Linked DNA regions of Mus musculus: all the other regions are linked to region 1. A link is a contact called in public ChIA-PET, Hi-C and promoter capture Hi-C data. All regions are on one chromosome and are shown on one strand. The core of a region is the stretch at or near the end of the contact, and the rest is flanking DNA. Distances in the headings are between cores, read along the strand shown.

Region 1 (2,779 bases), core at 88-2,587:
GAATGACCTTGAATTTCTGACCTTCCTGCCTTAGTATCCTCAAGTATTGGTAGTACTCGTGTGCACCACTATGCCCCACCTCTTACTTTTTAAATGCATTTTTACACATGACAAAACTCACCAATCTTTACTATTTGATCAATCTTTATAAACATATACAGGCATGTAACCATTATCCAAAATGGTCCCTCATGTCTGTCTTTCTATATAGGCAATTTCATCTCTTCACCTATCACTAACTTCCAACATCCATCAGAGCTGTTAGTAAAGTCTTGGCCTTTTCTAGAATTTTATACAGACTTCTAGTCTTTTGTTTCTGATGTTTTTTTGCTCAGTGTAGAAAGCTTCTAGAGGTCTACCTACATGCAAATAGCTTGTTACTTTTTATTGCTGCCTAGGGCTCCACAACGGTGATTCAGTGCAACTCTTTATTGGTTGATGACAGATCATTAACAAAGTTGCAAGGAACTTAGTACATATGTCTTTGTACATACATACATACATACACACATGTATATGTTTCTGTATTGGGTAAATACTTAGGTATGATTAGTGAATTGTGGGGTATGGGATATTGCCATAAATAGACTGACAAGGTGGCAAAGAGGGTAAGGCTCTTTAGTCCCTGGTACCCACATGTGGGAAAGAGAGTGTAAGTTGTTCTCTAACTTCTTTTACACATGCACATTTGCTTTCACATCCACCCACCCACTCATATGAATAAACATTATGTCAAAAGTTGGCTACCGAGCAGATGTTGTGGTTCCAATGATTATTCTAAGTAAGCACTGTGCCTGTCCGTGCAGAAGGGACGGGAAGGCAAAGAGAGAAGAAAAACACCTGCACAAATCCCAACATCATCTTTTATGATGTGGGAGCAGGGAAACTTCACACAGGGTAAAAGAGTTTCAGAATCGAAACCCGATTACTCCTGGGCCACACCGCCGTCTGGCCCAATCCTATATTTAAAAACGTTGTGTTATGTGGATTCATGCTTCCCTACTTGAGGCCATGCCATCTGGACAGAAAAGCAGAGTCTGGAGAACGTTGGAGTTCAGAACGCACCCCTAGCACGTGTATCAGTTCTGGTCTCCTAGCAACGGCGGAGCGATTATTCGGCCCTCGATTGGATCGGCACCCAGCTGAGCTGCAACACTCTGGGTGGAGCGTCTCTAAGCCCGCCCACTCCCGGGGCTCTGCGGTTCTCCACACGCAGAGAGGGGGCGGTGCGTATCCCCGGAAGAGCGGGTCGGAGCGCAGGCCGTAGGCAGGTAGCACGGACGCAGAGTGGCTGGGAAGCCGGAAACGGGCCCGGAGTGGCTGAGAAGCCGGAAAGGCGCCCCCGAGGGTGCGGCCCCGTGAAGGCGGCGGGCCTGACCGGGCGGGGCCGGGCGGGAAATGTTAGGAGAGCTGTAAACCGGGCGCGGGGTCCCGGGAGGCAGGAGCGTCCGGGCCGACGTTCGGCCCGATGACGAGCCAGGCGGCCGGGCCAGTGCTCCCCAGCGCGGGCCTCAGGTGGGCGACGCGGCGGGGCGGGCTCGAGCGGCCCGGGGCAGGGAAAGGCCACGGCTGATCGCTCTTCTCTTCTTCCAGGTCGGCCAGTCCGGCTGCCAGCGCTTCTGGGAAAACAGCCCCGGGCGCCGCCCAGCATGCCGGGCCCTCGCCGCGGAGCGCAGCCGCCGGCCCTCGGAGACGTCGGGCAGTGCGGGGAGGCGCGGCCACCGGCGGGATGTGGTAGCACGTGACACCGGCCCCATCGCGCACCTAGCAGCCGCCGGCCCCCTGCCCTGGACGTGCAGGTGAGCAGGGCAGGTCCCCAAGGCAGGGCCGAGGGAGCGGGGCGGACGCCGCCGGAGACTCAGTCTTTGTTTGGGTGCCTTCGGGCCACACGTGTGACGCGTAAATGGATTTGAGCACCTGAACCCAATAGAAATATCCAGAGTACTAGTTGGTTCCTGGGGTGATTGTTCTGAGTAGCCGTACATTGTTAGCTGCTTGGCACCTCTTTCCTGTCGTATTTTAGCTTTCGCTATTTTAATTTGGAATGTTACTGTAGTATCATAGTTCTTCACCTTTGGGGGTTTGCGGGTTACTGTAGCCAGGGATGGTGGAGTGCGGAGGTGAAGTTTTTAAATTGTGCAAGTCTCCTGAACTAGAAGGTACTGTGTTAGCGGAGTAGTAAAGACGGAGCAGTATTTAGCTGGGTTCCCCCCCCCCCCGCCCCCAAAAGCTTTTAAAAGGCTGTCAATATAGCGGGGAAGAGAAAACGTATTGACTGAAATTATTGGAGCTGGTTGATGCATTTTGTAAAGTGGCTGTATTCCTGTTAGTTTCTTAAATGTCATTTCCAGAAAACAGCGCGAGGTTTGCAACCAACAATTGATCAACTTCGGTCAGTTAGAAACATAAAAACAGCTAAGAATAATTGGCAGAAGACACAGTGACAAGACAGAAAGAACTCAGTATCCTTTAGGCCTTCTTAGGACGGTGATATGAGGTTGGTAGAATGGCTGTGCCTTGTTGAAGGGGAAGGTCCCTTGGGAGTCACTGTGTGCAGCATTCCTTCCTGGTGTCTTCTGTCTTTGAGTACTTGTGACCTTTGGTTTATGGCTGTTGAGGCCATCACGTTTTGGGGACTCACATCAAACAGAAATCTGCTGAGCCTCTGTTACTAAAGTCTTGTTTGAACGGGTGTGAGAAGGTCCAGAATTTCACACGAGTTATTATTGATGATGACATTGTATAGACGTTCAGGAGCTTTAAGAATAGGAGGTGAAGC
Region 2 (2,779 bases), core at 209-2,708, 1.0 Mb after region 1:
ATGAAGGTTCTTTTAAAACAAGAAGTATGTCTCTTCTGGAGGTATTTTCTACTAAGCGCAGAAATGGGCATACAGGCAGTTCACTGATACAAAATATATGAGAGCGGAGTAGTAGGCACAGAAGAGAAGGTCCACAGGGGCATACAGCCATGTTTCTTTCAGAGAGGGCTGATAAATAGGCAGGGGAAAGGAACAGTAAGGTACCTGTTAGGTATATGGTGTAACTTGGTGATGGATGGGTCTTCAGAGAAGAGAGTCATACAAGTCTCCCAAACAGCCTAAAGGTGTTAGGTAGGCTACTTATTAAAGCAAACATGAGAAACTGCTGAAAGGAAAAGGAAGATCTAATGGTACTTGGAGAGAGAGCTCCTCCAGAGATGAAAGTGGTATTAATAATAAGATACCGATCACTGTAGCAAAAGACCAGTGAATGGATAGTTTGAAAACCTAGGTGGGAAGGCTCTGGCTCCCAGGAATGACCTTGGGCTAGTTACTTAGCCCATCTGGAGGCTCCATTGCAAAACACAGATAATACCTCACAGGATTGCTGTCAAGATTAAATGAGATAATGAACAGAAAAGCTGTTAATGCGATACAAATAACAGGTATTATTAGGAGTTGGATTTTCTACCCACTTGCAACATATGTCCATGACCTTGGGGCGTGATTTCAGTTCTTTGCACCTCGGTTTCCTCATCTATGAAATGGGAAGGTTGATACCATCTACTTTATAAGCACTTGGAGGATATCAAAGGAGATCACATAAAAGACATCAATGCCTGGTAAACCATACAATGGTACAGGTACACAAAGACCTGCCATCGTTGCTGATATGTTTTGTGCATGACAAGGGCCGTGTTTATGCAGAGAAGCATGTATTTTCACACTATACAGGTGAGAAAGCCTCGCATGCATTTTATGCATCCAGGAACGGGGCACTGGGCAGCCGCGCATCTACAGATTCTGGGGGTGTGCCTTGCACGTTTAGGAAGAAGACCACAGGACAGGCTGCTGGGCCAGAAATCGGAGTGGGCATTATAGTGGAGGCAATGGGTAGATGCAGGATGAACGAGTGGGAAAGGCTGGGGGCACAAACACGCATGCCCAAGCCGGAAACGTTTTCGGGGGAGAGCAATGCGCATCCCCGGAATGAGGGGGATGGGGAGGATGCGAAGTGCAAGCCCCGAAGGCGGCCCGGGGGGAGGGGGGACAAGACAGCGAACGCCCGGGGCCAGAGTTCTTTACCTTGTCGCTGTAATCCCTCAGGACCCGCTCGATAGCCCCCGCCTCGCCGGCCCGGACGATGTAGAGGGCGCGCTCTTCATCCATGGCCGCAGGTGCGGGGGAGCCGCAGCCGCTGTGCGCGCCCCAGCCGCTGCCTCCCAGGTAAACGCCTCGCGCCCCCGCTACCTCGCTCCTTCCCAGCTTCCTTCCTTCCCTCCTTCCCTCCCTCCCTCCAGCCTCCAACCCGCCAGCCTCCGCCCGGGCAGGCCCTACGTCACCGCCCCTCAACTTTCACCCCGCGACGTCACCGCTCCCCCAGCAACCGGCGCCCGGAGGCCTCCCCTGACAAGGCCCGGGGCTTGGTGGAGGCCTGAGGAGCCACCAGAGACTGAGTCAGGCCCAGGCCCTGCCTACTCCCCTAGGTCTGCCAGCCTTGGGGAAGAGTTGGGCTTCGCAGCGGGCTTCCACGAGCAGAACTGTCTCTCCTAACACTCTATGAATCATTCCCCCATAGCGGACGAGAACTGGCGGGCTGTTCCCCGCCCATCTGCGAGCCTACCGCTTCTACACTACAATTCCCGACATGCAATGGGCTCATCCCACGCTGTCATCTGAGTTATTAGTGAACTGAATAGCATGCCGGAATTGGTAGTCATCCAGTGCAAAAGACTTCCCTCTTTCCAGAGGGCATGCTGGAAAATGTAGTTCCCTAAAGGCCGGAAACCAGAATCCTGCGACCGCTGGAGGCCAGAGGCGGAGGGACCCTTCGTTGGTGGGAGGGTCTAAACTGGGGTTTAACTGGGTTTTTTGTTTTTGGGTTTTTTTTTTTTTTTTTTTGGTTTTTATTTTTTTCTTTTTTCTGACCTGCACTTAGACGCGGCTGGTTGGACTTACTGACGATGGCGAAACGGCCGACCCTTGGTAGTGGCTGTCAGCGCCAGGTTGAGTTCCCTCTATGCTCAGTTAGCGGTTTCCGTCTCTGGAATGCTCACCCTCCTCACCCGGTTGCAGTCCTGTTATGCACTAGGCTACAGCAACATGGGAAATTGAACACAGTTCTTTGTGGAACCCTAAGGAATCACAACAGATAAAGAAATTTGGAGAGATCTATATATCTATATAGATATTATTTGGAGATAGATTATTAGATTATGTATATATAATTTTATATTATATGTATGTATATGTGTGTGTGTGTGTATGTACATATATACATATATATTTTATTTCTATTTTCCAGATGAAGAAATTGAAGCTCAGAATTAATGAGGCATACCTGGGATTTGAACCCAGGGAAATTAGCTCTGCACTTAGTAATTGAGAAAGTTGAGATTTGAATCCAGGTCGTTCCCAAAGATGTAAATATCACACAACCAGAGTATCCATGGAGTCAGTGGTGATGGAGGCACATATTCTCCAAGTGTTAGTTCTGTGCCAGCCACTTACATTTCATCTGGGTTCACTCAACATCTCAAAAAATTAAATATTTGAGAATTTGTGCATTGCTGGGCATTATCCAATACAGTGTGGATACAGTGGCTCCCAAAACAAGTCC
Region 3 (2,779 bases), core at 76-2,575, 550 kb before region 1:
GTCTCCCTAAGGCTTGCAAGTCAAATACTTCATTCACTGAGCCATCTCCCCAGCACCTAACCAGACATTGGACCTTATTCTGTGCTAGTTGTCTTACCTCTGCCTCAGCTATTTGACAAGAAAAGTTGCCTCCTGTTTGGAAGTGAAGTTTAATAATGGAGAGTGTGGTATGGTAACAAACAACTAGGCCACATTCTGTCTGTCCCTCAACTCCCTCCCAGCTTTGTAGCTCTTGTGACTTGCTATACCTGTCTCCTCACGGGGCTTTATGGAAGTAGATAACATGAAAGTCAATATAAAAGTCCTTGGGTAACTACCAAGTGGCATGCAAGCATATATTCATACTATTGTATAGAACTGTGGACCTCTCTGTATGTCATTAATCATGGCAGCAACACCTTCCAGGCATTCTTGGTTTATGCCTTTGTCCCCTGTATTGTGCAGAAAGGACAGGGTCCATCCCATTGTGTCTGGCTTCCTATTGCCATTCCTTCCTGCTTAGCACCTGCCAAGTAGATATTATTGCTCTTTATCTGCCCACAGAGCCTGTGACACTGTGACAAGGTACAGTGAACAAGGCTGGGATCCAGCTAGTGGCCCCAGTCAAGTAGCATTTAAATTTTGACGTTGGTCATCGATCTCCTTAATGTATAGAAATAAGTAGTGTAGAAGGCTTAGGTGCGGCTCCCTTGGAAGTCATGGTGGAGGTAATGCTTTTGCCCTGAGTGGTGTGTGGAAACATCTATCACTTGCTCACACTTCAATTGGGTCTTAAGAACAACAGTGGTTGGTTTCTGGCACGCTTCTTGCCCTTTGATGGGGAAAAGAAATTGAGACTCATGGGCTTACCTGGGAGTTGGCCACATATTCACTGAATGTTTGTGACTGGGAGACTTCCTACCACAGGTTCATCAGCTTCTCCTTCAAACTCCTTTCTTACATCTTTATGCCCTCCTAACCTCTTACCATCTCAGTGGCATTCCCAGCTCTCTCCAAATTAATGTTCCCTGGGTGCCTTCGAATCGGTCTTGCTGGTTGTGGTAGGGCACAACTGTAATCCTTGCACTTAGGAGGCAGAGTCTGAGAGGACTGGGAGTTCAAGGCCAGCCTCTGCTACATAGGGAGACTGTTTCCAGAACTAACAGCTTGCAGACACCAGAAGATTCTCTCTCCTACCTGTAGAAGTCTCCAAAACTGCCTGACTACAGCTACCAAAATTAGCCAGCAGGTGGCAGGCTAGCCCCACGGTCCAATGTATCCTGGCGGAGCCAGCTGCCTCCAGGTCCAGCTTCTTCCCAGCCTCTCCTGCTTTGTGTGAAGGTCTCCAGAGAGGAAGGAGAAGTTGTGAAAAGAGAAGAAACCAGCTCCCACAGCCTCTTCCTTCCCTTTTGAGATGATAATGAGAGGGGCTTCGACTGTCAGGGCTGAGAGTGACCCTACCCCCCACACCCACACCCAGAACCAGGGGCACACTGCTGTCCGCTTCCTGACCCTTCTCAGACTCAGCCCTGCAAACTGTCTTTCTCTGTTGGTCCAGGGCCAAGCTGCCTCATGAGGTTTCCTTGCAAGCAGAGAGTGTGTTGGGAACCCACGCCTCTTCTCAGAGGCCAGCTGGCAGATTATTTAAATCTGTGGGTCCAATCAATTCCACCTGAGAAATGGCCAGATCCCTGGGAAAGGGACCTTGCATTTATTTTTCCTTATTTTTCTTCCCATCTAGTCCCTCAGTAGCTACACCCTTAGAGAAAATGACACACCCCCTCACAGCAACCATTAACAGTCATCAGCGCCTCAGGAAAGGGTGGGATCTTGTGGACACTGGTGCTCTCTCTCTCTCCCTCTCCCTCTCTCTCTCTCTCTCTCTCTCTCTCTCTCTCTCTCTGATTGAATGTGGAAGGGTCTGTGTGTCCATAGTTACAGTGACAATGTCATATTGGGGTGACAACGTTTCATGACAACCCTCGCATCCTGCCACTCTTAAATTCTATGATGCTTCCAGGCCTTGACAGGGAATGATATAGATGTCCCAACTATGGATCATCAATAATCATCAATTGATGATTATGCTCATCAATCACATATTCTCAGCTCTTGCGCCAGATATTAATCTTTGCATTAACCAACATCCTCTAGGGGGAAAAAAGCCCCAGGCTGAGAGCTGCACTCGGTTATGAGTATAAACATATTTAGAAGGCAGTTTGACAGCCGGTCCCTTGGGAGAAAGAGTAGTGGGGGTGTCCTCCCCTTGAGCCTTTCTCAGCCATAGGCTTTTGATTTTGATCAGGTTTATAGTGTTTGCATTTTCTGAGAACAAACTGAGATCCCAAGACAGCTTTGCCGCAAGGGTTCACGGCGGAGTACTTTAAGATGCAGCTTGTGGAGGTGAACCTAGCCATGCCTTGGGTCTCTAGGGAGCTTCTGGCCACCCTAATAGAGGTCTGGCTTGGTAGCAGGTCTGTCCTCTGGGATGGGACAAAGCAGTCAGTCCTGGGATGCCCGTGAGCACGCAAGTCAGTTTCTAAGCTGTTTCCTTCAGCCTGCTGCCCCGGCAGGCACTGGCTTCCTTGCCTAGAGTTTCCAGCAGTTGCCCTGGCTTCAAGCTTCCAGTCTTGACCTTGTCTCCTGGTTACCTTCCAACCTAGCATCGTTGCATCCTCTCTGAAAACAAATCAACTTCCACCCTTTGGTGATGCATCACAAGCCTAAACTTTGAGTTTAAAGTCACAAGCATGTGACACACACACACACACACACACACACACACACACTGGTTCTGTGT
Region 4 (2,779 bases), core at 99-2,598, 530 kb after region 1:
GAGCCGGGGCCTGGGCCAGAACCGGAGCTGGAGCCAGGGCCAGGACCGCTACAGCTACGAGGTAGCCCGGAGGCCAACACCCGCGAGTAGATGTCCCGGAAGAGACTCTCCATACAGGCGGTCAGGTAGATGGCGGCATGCTCGTGGATGCGCAGCGCCACGCGGCTGTCCACCATCCAGCGGTACACGCGGCCCACGGAGAAGGTGAGGCCGCAGCGCGCCGACTTGCCACGGCCCAAGCGGTCGCCGCCAGCGCTGCTCATGTTATAGAGGGACAGCGCGGCCAGCGCGGCAGCGGTGCAGTGAGCCGCCAGGCCCCAGGACAGTACGATCTCCATGGCACTCTGGATCTCGTACTTGGTGCACTTGGCGAAGCGCAGGCTCAGGCGCTGCGCCTCTTTAGCGATGCGCACTAGAGCCCGGCTTACCAGCATCGAGAGCTTGGCCAGCGCGTCCTTGGGCAGGCTGCCGGGGACCGCTGGGCCTGCCCGGGGATCCCGCGAGCGCAGCAGCAGCAACTCCAGTTCCTGGAGGGTCCAGGGGACCTCGTCGAGGTCCGGCAGCAACCGCGAGCAGTGCTGACCGGCGCAGTCCAGCCCCTCGGAGTCTTCCACCAGGGCAGTGTTGACGGTGTCAAAGCTGTTGTGCCGGCTGTGCATGGAGTCAGCTAAAGGCGGCCAGCAGCTCCCGCCATACGGGGACGCCGGGTGAGAGTCAGAACAGCACAGAGACAAGTTGGAGGAGCGCACAGAGTCCGCCGCGCCACCATAACCCGAGTCCAGCGTCAGATCTTCCAGCGTTCGCACCACAGGCTTCTTACCTCTCCTGGCCATCGCTGCGCCACTTCATGCTGCAGCCGCCGTGGAGCCGAGGGGAAGGAAAGGCAAGGATCTGTGGGCACCGGGGTCCTCGGGGACAGCGGGGCTCCACGTCGCCTAGGCTCACTTTCCCACCTGGCGTTGCCAGCAAGTGTCACTACTTTCGCCTGTCTCCCCGAGCCGTCACCACGGGAAGATACACGGCGGAACCTGAAGTCATCTTCTGGAGTCGGGGCCAGAGCGAGGGCGCACTGAGCCGCGAGCCAGGCCGGGAAGGAAGCTCCCGCCAGGACCCGCGCCTTTCATCCAAAATAAAAGTGTCTGGTCCTCTCCTCCCTGGGACCAGACGGATGCAGAAGCCTCCGAGAGCCGGCCACAGTGTCGATAGGACCTAGATCGCCCCAGATACGGCCGCCGCAGCTCGGCGGGCTACGGGCTCCCCCGGCTCCGGGATCCGGGCCGCGGTTCTCTTGAGCTCCCGCCCCGCACTAAAGCGCTGTAGCCAGGCGGCTGCAAAACCCTGCTGAGCCCCAGCAAACCAAGCAGTCAGAGGGCGGGCGCATGCAAAGCAGGGCCGTCGAAGAGCCAATGGAATCGGGGGATGCTAATTACTTAGGTTTTTTTTTTTTTTTTTTATTCCTCCCTTCCATGCGGCCCCGCCCCTCAGACACGCCCCCCCAGGCCTTGACCAGGGCTGCAGCTAGGAGGGATCCGCGGCCTAGGTGGAAGCCTGGAGAAGAACAGTCATCCTGCAACTGTAGCTTCCCTAGTTTCTGCTTTCGAACTATCGACAAAAATATCATTTATATCGTTATTTGTTCCACTCTGCGGTTCATAAAGTGTTTGTCCGAGGGTTACTTTCTGCTTTGGCATTTTAGATTTCTCTTTCCCTCCCACCAGCCCATACAAGATGCACGTTTCTCCTCCCTCTTCAGGCACCCTGACTAATTCAGGCGGGTGCCGCTTCTCAGCCTGGGTTTGCTCCAGCATGGAAGGAAATAAAACAGGAAAGTAGTGAGGGGGAGACTGATAATTGCCACTGGGAAGCGAATCTCTAGCCATAAACCACCTGTCACCAGGACTTTCTAGGTTTGTTCGGCAGACAGGAATCTACCCTTAAGTTCCAGGGTGTGTGTGTGTGTGTGTGTGTGTGTGTGTGTGTGTGTGTGTGTGTGTGTTCCGGCCACTCTGTGGTTCTGGTGGACAATGCTCTAGACTGCTCAAACTTAAATTTGTGCACAGGAGAATATTCTTTTCAGCTAAAGAAAGATACAAAATATATGTGTGTGTCTGCTGCATTTCTGTGTCTAACAGCATCATTGCTTGGCTATTTGTCTATCTCTACCTACCTTAGGAAAAACCTTATTCATTCAAAGATTCCTACCTCCCTTACACAATCCTATTCCTACAAGAAGCCCACCCTGATCTCCCAAAACTATCCTGGGTGTTTCCACCACCCCACCCTCTTCGATGGCTTCACATTTCTGGGCCCTTGTCACGCTGGCTTGCTACTATCTATTTATTTGTCTGGATCCCACATTGGGCTAGGGAGTTGTGGTAAATGTATGAGTCGACAAGGGAAGGACGTGCTTTGAACTGCTGGTTTGAACGTTCAACTGTGGCTGAAGGGATGTGAGAAGACACTCAACATCACTGGCCATCAGGGTAACTGCAAATCAGAACCATAAGGAGCTGCCAGCTCATGCCTGTTAGGATGGCGATTATCAGAAAGTCAAAAGATTACAAGCATCAACAAGGGTGTGGAGGATAAAGAAGAGTGTACTCTATTGGTGAGAAGGGAAATTGATATAGCTATTATGGAAAATAATGCCGAAGATCTTCAAAAAATTACTAATTAGAACTACCATGTGATCCAATAATCCCACATCTGGATCTTTACCAAACAGAAATAAAGCCACTATTTAAAAGATCTATTTACTCCCCTCTCCCTGTTCATTGAA

The links. Promoter capture Hi-C pulls out the DNA fragments that hold promoters and counts their contacts. A called contact is a pair of places that touch in the nucleus more often than the background predicts. ChIA-PET counts read pairs in DNA pulled down with a chosen protein or histone mark.
Region 2: a contact with region 1 is called in a Hi-C map of CD4 T cells, with 2.4 times the contacts expected there. The contact joins the promoter of Ric8b here to the promoter of Prdm4 in region 1. A contact is called at or near these places in 5 of 39 promoter capture datasets (hippocampal neurons, liver, pre-B cells and 1 more) and 1 of 484 Hi-C or Micro-C datasets (CD4 T cells).
Region 3: a contact with region 1 is called in a promoter capture Hi-C map of the 3T3-L1 cell line, with 8 times the contacts expected there. The contact joins the enhancer-like site here to the promoter of Prdm4 in region 1. A contact is called at or near these places in 17 of 39 promoter capture datasets (the 3T3-L1 cell line, 3T3-L1-derived adipocytes, the C10 cell line and 11 more), 1 of 484 Hi-C or Micro-C datasets (cortical neurons), 8 of 115 datasets of contacts at active chromatin or transcription factors (bone marrow-derived macrophages, embryonic basal ganglia, embryonic forebrain and 4 more) and 4 of 9 other capture datasets (adipose tissue, embryonic stem cells, liver and 1 more).
Region 4: a contact with region 1 is called in an RNA polymerase II ChIA-PET map of memory CD8 T cells, with 26 read pairs. The contact joins the promoter of Btbd11 here to the promoter of Prdm4 in region 1. A contact is called at or near these places in 2 of 39 promoter capture datasets (embryonic stem cells and stem cell-derived epiblast-like cells), 3 of 115 datasets of contacts at active chromatin or transcription factors (astrocytes, memory CD8 T cells and pancreatic cancer cells) and 1 of 9 other capture datasets (adipose tissue).

Annotation. Positions count from the first base shown.
Region 1 is chr10:85,915,544-85,918,322 of GRCm38.p6, reverse strand. It overlaps Prdm4 (PR domain containing 4), which reads left to right and starts at 1,337. Exons shown (of 12, transcript NM_001302886.1): 1 at 1,337-1,515; 2 at 1,594-1,799.
Region 2 is chr10:84,916,292-84,919,070 of GRCm38.p6, reverse strand. It overlaps Ric8b (RIC8 guanine nucleotide exchange factor B), which reads right to left and starts at 1,458. Exons shown (of 10, transcript NM_183172.2): 1 at 1,246-1,458. The coding sequence starts at 1,329.
Region 3 is chr10:86,462,462-86,465,240 of GRCm38.p6, reverse strand. The region is part of intron 2 of Syn3 (synapsin III); the gene reads left to right. Among named protein-coding and RNA genes, the nearest start is that of Syn3, 35 kb to the left of the region's middle. Within about 2 kb of position 1,325, at least 22 of the 459 cell types and tissues checked have an H3K27ac peak or open chromatin away from gene starts, as enhancers often do.
Region 4 is chr10:85,385,383-85,388,161 of GRCm38.p6, reverse strand. It overlaps Btbd11 (BTB (POZ) domain containing 11), which reads right to left and starts at 1,348. Exons shown (of 17, transcript NM_028709.2): 1 at 1-1,348. The coding sequence starts at 833.